Linked DNA regions of Mus musculus: region 1 is linked to region 2. Evidence: chromatin contacts called from public HiChIP or PLAC-seq data. All regions are on one chromosome and are shown on one strand. Each heading gives the region's core, a stretch centred on a gene start, on an enhancer-like site or on the middle of the called end of the contact. The rest is flanking DNA. Distances are from core to core; before and after follow the strand shown. Region 1 has its middle 67 kb from the start of Gm35217. Region 2 has its middle 28 kb from the start of Wnt5a.

Evidence for each region. HiChIP or PLAC-seq counts read pairs in DNA pulled down with a chosen protein or histone mark.
Region 1: a contact with region 2 is called in an H3K27ac HiChIP or PLAC-seq map of VIP interneurons, with 3 times the contacts expected there. The contact joins two enhancer-like sites. A contact is called at or near these places in 2 of 484 Hi-C or Micro-C datasets (liver and nephron progenitors) and 2 of 115 datasets of contacts at active chromatin or transcription factors (VIP interneurons and embryonic fibroblasts).

What each region holds. Positions count from the first base shown.
Region 1 is chr14:28,863,289-28,866,557 of GRCm38.p6, forward strand. No RefSeq gene overlaps it. Among named protein-coding and RNA genes, the nearest start is that of Gm35217, 67 kb to the left of the region's middle. Within about 2 kb of position 1,828, at least 25 of the 459 cell types and tissues checked have an H3K27ac peak or open chromatin away from gene starts, as enhancers often do. A contact at or near this core is called in VIP interneurons, where this site is marked.
Region 2 is chr14:28,531,368-28,534,712 of GRCm38.p6, forward strand. No RefSeq gene overlaps it. Among named protein-coding and RNA genes, the nearest start is that of Wnt5a, 28 kb to the left of the region's middle. Within about 2 kb of position 1,719, at least 30 of the 459 cell types and tissues checked have an H3K27ac peak or open chromatin away from gene starts, as enhancers often do. A contact at or near this core is called in VIP interneurons, where this site is marked.

The sequences.
Region 1 (3,269 bases), core at 578-3,077, 330 kb after region 2:
CCTCTAAGCTGTCTAATTTTGTCGCTGCAACTGGAAGCTGCCTAGCACACCAGGTCTGGTTAATTGTGCCTTTAAGATGAGAAATGACATTTGAAAACTGTTTCAAAGAGACTTTTGCATGTCATCCTCTGGAGCATTCTATTTGGAAATAGTCATTTAAATAACAAACTGTTGTGAAATGCTTCATCTGCATTTGGTGGAGTTTTGGCGGGTGTGGGGAGGAGGATGGAGCGGAGCCATGGGCATCCCTACTCTCTAACTCTGCAGACTCCAGGTCTTTTTCAGCCAGGTGTGGTCAATCAAATTAATAGCTCCAGTCATAGCCCAAGAAAACGAGGGACAATTAATGTAGAATGAGCTTGTCGTTCTGCAAATCACAATCTTTTTATTTATTGTGTATATCATGCCTGCCTTGTGTGTAGGCATTTTTATTTGAGGTGCCTGTAATTAATGATACGGTTGGTTAGTGGGAGAACAGCTCACACGTCTCACAAATACAGTAGTTCACAGTGTTGTAGGCTTAAGTGATTCCACATGGCCCCAGATATTTCCTAATAGTACTTTAGTGGGAATATTAGCTGTGAGCATGGTGAATGACATATTTTCAATCAAGAGTCCGAGGTGGAGGCAAGCTATACTGAGCTGCGTGAATAGTGGCGGATACGTAACCAGCATGACAAGCAGCTTCTATTACTTTGGATTCCTCTTTTTGACCTGCACCAGTCTCCCATATTTGTGAGTATTTGAGCTGTTCATGAGCTTGTGGAGAGCACCTTTGTGGTTGGCTGAGTGACTGAGAACACATGAACATCGTTTCAGTGTTAGACGTTGACATTCATGGTTTCTTCCTTGTTTGAAACACAGTGGAGAAGGGGAGACGTCTAATCGGGGCCCCTGGTTGTAAAAGATCAGCTTTCCTGGAATATCATGGTCGGCTCTGTTCACATGTTTACTGTGACACCTCTGTTTACACAACTGCCCCTTCCTTCGGTACTTGCTCACCCTTTTGGCACTCTTGTTCAATGTCTGGGTGCCAGGCTAAATATCACAGGTAAGATCAGTTTCTCCCAGTCTCAATGACAGTGATGTGCCATGTGACTTCTGTCCTCAGTATGTAGCTACACTTGCACTCAGATATCCATTTATATAGATCTTATGTCATAGACACAATGGGATGACAGACAGAATTTGCCTGGCTCTCTCTTCTGGGCCTGCTCATCAGTGCCTCTTGTAACTAAGAGTAGACATATTAAGCGGAATGAAGGCAGGCCTAAAGGAAGGGCTTCAGAACTCTGTAAATAACACAGGATCAGGGAGGTTGAGCCCACTCTTTGAGAAAAACACCAATCTAAAACGAACTAATAATCACGAGGCTTGAAAGGTGACTCATTTAGAAAAGTTGATTTCTGGTGAGATGTGCTTTCAGAAGTCTGAGTTGAAGGACACAAACAGCTTGGGATATTTGCTAAATCTCCCAAAGTTAAGTATAACTGTTTATCATCTGAACAAATGTTAATGTGCTAAATAGAAAAACAGATACAGTGTGTGTGTCTCTCAGAAACCTCAGAGGTAAGTCATAAAGTAAGTGATGTTTTCACATCCATCCAGGCAGCTCTTTCTCACAGGGATAATTTCTGAACTTTTTGCATTTCATCCTGAGCATTCCTCCGAAAGGGAGTATAATGATAACAGAAAAGAGAGACTAATCCAATACACAAACAAATGGCTCTGACTCTGAGTTCTTGGCCTCCACTAAGCACATGCTGTGTGGCTGTCTTTGTTTGAAGGAAGCTGGTGCTTATTGCTGGAAGGCAGGGGAGCTGTGCTCTTCATTGGGATTCTGGGGATGGCTGCCTGGTTCTATTGAAACTTTGTGTTCCAGTGTGAGATCTCCCAGGGAACAGATGTTATGTATCACCCCAGATTTTTATCCTGTTCCCTAGTAAAGGAGGTGGTGGGACGGGCTAGCCATCCACTTCTGCATCATGTGTTTTCTTTTCCTCCGTAGTCATAAGAACAAATGAATCGGTCCCTGGCAAACATCAGAAATAGACTGGGGAGAAGATGAAGAAAGGGAGATGCTTTTATTGCAGCTTGTTCTTGTTGAGCTATGAGTCTGTCTCACATCTCCTGCCTTCTGAGACCAGCAAGGGATGCTTTTCAGGGAAAGCTGCTTCTCAAACACTTGGTGGCAAAAGGCCTTTCAGAGCTCCTGTGAGCCTGGAGGAAACACTGGGAATGGCTGTCCCTTTCACACTGCGCTCTCCTCATCCGTCAAAAGGTCCAGGCACAGCATGCTTCGTGTGCATGCTTGGCTGTACCAAAGGAAGACACCTTTCCAGTGGAAAACTATAGCCACTATGAACTATCCACCCAGTCCTGGATTGATCTCCTATGACTAGAGGGTTGTATAATTTCCTGGATATCCACAGAGAAGCATAAAAAGCCAGACACAGAGAAGACTTCTGATTGATGTATGAAGACACTGAGGGCTCAGTTGAGCAGTCCTTTTCATGCTGAAGAGTCCCAGGCTCCCCACAGCTCCTTTCTATCTTCAGGTAGTCTCCTTCCACACCACTGTTTTCAGCAAAGGCATATGCCACTAGATATATGTCCTTTAGTTCATGTTCCTTCGAGGTCAGTGTGCTAGCTCTTCAGCAATGGAAATGGTAGGTCCAAAATGGGAAGTGGAATGGCAAAATGCATACTGGATTTTAAGTGGTAATAAGTAAGGAATGCTACACTATATCACATTACAAATTTTCATATTGATTACATCCTAATACCACAATATCGTAAACATTTGAGATTCATTAAAAGATACTGCTTAAGATAAATTTCATTATTGGTTTCTTCATTATATAAAGTTTTATCTGTGAGATGAAGATGTAGCTCAGTTGGTGGAGTGTTTGTCTAGCCTCAGTGAGTATCTGGGTTCTATTCCCAATACTATATAACTAGGCATGATTGTGCACAATTATAATCCTAGTATTCTGAAGATGGAGGCAGGAGATATCAGACATTCAAGGCCATCCTTGAAAACATAGTGAATTCAAGACCAGCCTAGGATACCCTGTCCAAAAAATAGATGATAGATAGATAGATAGATAGATAGATAGATAGATAGATAGATAGATGTGAGAGAGAGAGACAGACAGACAGAGAGAGAGAGCGCGCGCATTTGCAGCTTCTAGTCTACTTCTATTTAACACGACTGGCCAATTTATAAGGGAAGTTCAAAGGAATCAGGGAGAATATCTTATTTATTA
Region 2 (3,345 bases), core at 469-2,968:
GGCATCTGCTGCAGGCAGCCATTGTGCTTCCTGGGCAGACTCTTGGCTCTCTCCTGGCATCAGCCTCCTCATCTGAAAGCTCAGAGACAATAGCACAGGCTCCAGGACCACAGCAGCTTCTATTCACTATGTCCAGGATGTCAGGTTCCCAGGAGAACATGGGAAGTCCAGACACTCTCACAACCTGACATTTTACAAGGACTCTGGTCCAGTAGAGGTCACCTGGCTGTTCCCCTCCCCTTCCTCCATTGGAGGGCGCCATGAACAGCAGGCTGGGAATTTTCTTCTGCACATGAACCATCATGTATCATGTCCCTAGACCCAAACCATTTGGTCTGTGCTCTGGCTCATCACAGTCTGTCATTTTGCTGTGTGGCTTTGGGGCAAAGTTTGTGCCTTCTCTGGACCCCCATTCTTCAACATGTGCATAGTGGTTTGGAAAGTGTCAAGAGTATTTGCCTTCTCCTTTAACCAGCTGATCATATTTGGAGGTGGGAAACAGAACATGGGCAAATGAAGCAAATGGAACCTGGACTACATTGTTTGGCCTTTGTCCTTCTGTCCTCTGTCCTTCTGCCCATTTGCCCATGTGCCTTGCCCTCTCTTTGTCTATCCAGGTGCTCTGTCCCTCAAATCATGACATTCTGTGTTTCAAAACCACCCATAGAGTACTGGCCCTTTTCTTGGCCTTCCTGGGCCTTATCTGTGAAAGGGGCAGTTCCTGGCCATTGTGCATAGGTTCCCAGGGATTTCCCAGGAAGTGGTTTGTGCAGGCAACTGGCCTGGACGTGGTGCTCACACAATAAACGACAAGTGGTAAGTCTTCTATCGGCAGCCTGTAAGTAGCAACTGCACATGACCCACCCCTCGGCCATGGAGAGCACATCTGGGGATGTTACCGAGTGGTGGGCAGAGAGCAGGATGAAGCTGGCTTGCAGCCTGCCATCTCCAGACTGTTTGCAGTGCAGAGAACACGGGTCCTGTCTAACAGGCTGGTTTCCTGGAGGGATTCCTGGCAGGCAGGTACGTTTTCCCACTCAGAGCCTTTCCTGAAATCCATAATCCAGGCTGGGGCCCAAGCTCTCCACCTTTATTCTTCCCCTCTGCATTTCCCCAGGGCCTCTACCAACCAAAACTTTAGCTGGGTAAACAAATCACTCAGACTTTCTCTTGTGAGGAAGGATCACGACTTGGTACCATTTAGGGTGGGGCACTGGGAAAGAGAGAACCCTAAGAGGGTGCCCCAGTGACAAGGGGAAATTTATGCTCCCTGCATTTTTTTTTTCCATAAGAAGCTTCAACCACTTGAATTTGGGGCTCGAAACCCAAGAAACCAGTTCTAAACTGTTTGCACCTCTCCCGCTGCTTCTTGCTAAATTTCATTAGGGCTGACAATTTGTAGAACCACTTACAGTGTAATATGATTTGAATGGCTGGCCCTAACTGTTAGAGATGGAGGCTCCCCTGGGCGTGGGAGCCTAGACACTGGAGACATTTCCCAGGCAATGGGGCCTCCCTGAATTGGGGTGCGGCGGGGCTCTATGAAGGCAGAAGGCAACTCGCCAGACAGGGTGTCCACTCTCAGAGCCAGGAGGGGCAGTCTCTAGCCTCCCTTCCCTTGTTGCCCTGCAATCACTTCTGGTCTTGGAGGCTGAGCAATCTTTGAGTTTCGGCATGCAATAAAACATGCTTGACCACAGGCTTGTGTTGAGCCAGGACTGGAGTTCCTCGCCAAGCCCGCTGGCCAGCAGTCCACATGGGTAGGCGGAATTGATAGTGTGGTCCTGCCTCTGGCATTGCTTTCTGTTTTGGCTTTGTAACTAAAACAGAGCTGATGCCGGAGAGATGGGACGGTCCCGTTTTATTTTTATCCCCTATCAGAGTTTCACGCCCATGCGTGTAAGTGCGGAGTAGTTATGGTGTGTCACAGAATCAGTTTGCGTTTGGATTCCTGCCCTGCCTCATCCTGTGACCTCAGGCACGCCATTTTCCATCCCTGAGTATCAATTTCCTGGTTTACTAAAACTAAGCTGGTGTTTCCTACTCTGCACAATTAATTAGGCAAAGTATCTAAAACAGTCGCGTCGCGTCGACAAGAGCCACCAGCAGCTGTGGGGACTAGCTGAGCTGGAATGGTTAAAGCAGTTCATTCTTCAGGGCATCGAGCCTCATATCAGGGGCTTAATATAGCCACGAAAGTAAACGACGGAATAGCTATAGGATTTCCTGTGAGTGTAGGAGTGCAGGTCTAGATGTGCACCTGCACACATGAGATGCTCAGTGAGCATCTAGAAGGCAGCCAGGCCTTCATCATCTCCCACCGGCACAAGAAGCCTACTGACCAGTGCTGATTTCAGACACACCATGAGAGCCATTTGCTCAGAATATAGACTATGACACTGTCTTAGTATTGGTCATTCCCTTGTTGTTCCTCCTTCTCTTCCTTCTTTCCTCCCCACCACTCCCCTATCTTCCTTTTCTTTTCTTTCCTTTTTAAGACAGGCTTTTGTTATGGAGGGCAGTCTGGCTTCAAATTCCACTACACCTAAATCCCTTTGTAACACTGAAACAAGAGAAGAGTCTTCAATGGCCTGGGAGACAGCCATGGGTACTAAGTAAGGCACAGGATGCAGGGCCCAGGACTATACAGATGGACTCTGCAGCAGCAGGACCTGAAGCTCTGGCTGCCTCAGTTACGGATCTGTTAGCAGTTGTTACAGGCTGCAGGCTGTGGGGTGGGGACCACGGTTACAAAATGATGATGGCAAGGTCTGCCTGAACCAAGGTCTAGGCTCCAGGGAGGAGCCCAGAGCAAGGCATTCATGAATTCCCCTTCACCATGGATTCTAAGTTAACACATGACATCAGCAAAATGCAGATTTAGAACCTACCTTTTGGTTATGCAGATTTACTGTGTAGACAGTGATTCCTAGGGAGTCTGTATTTTCTTAATTTCCTGGGGGGAACCCAGCAGCCTACTCCTACTAAAGAATGAGAATAGGTTCAGGTCTTGGGGGGGGGGTCACTTGTGGGTAATCACAAATGCTCTGGTCTCAAGATGATAATATCCCAGTCATTGGCTCTTAATGAATTACACACACACACACACACACACACACACACACACACACACACACACGTTCCTAATGAGAGGACTTGATTGGTTGTTGCCTGTTGTTCAATCAGCAGTCATTGTTTGGGGTGGTGGGCTGGAACATGGAGGCTCCAGCTTGGTTTCTAAGGGCTAAGCTCCTTCACCTAGCCTATCACATATCCATCCCTGTACTGGATTAAGAGCAGGTCCCCGAAGAAATACCTGCTCTTTTATCTTCAATTTATATTTAT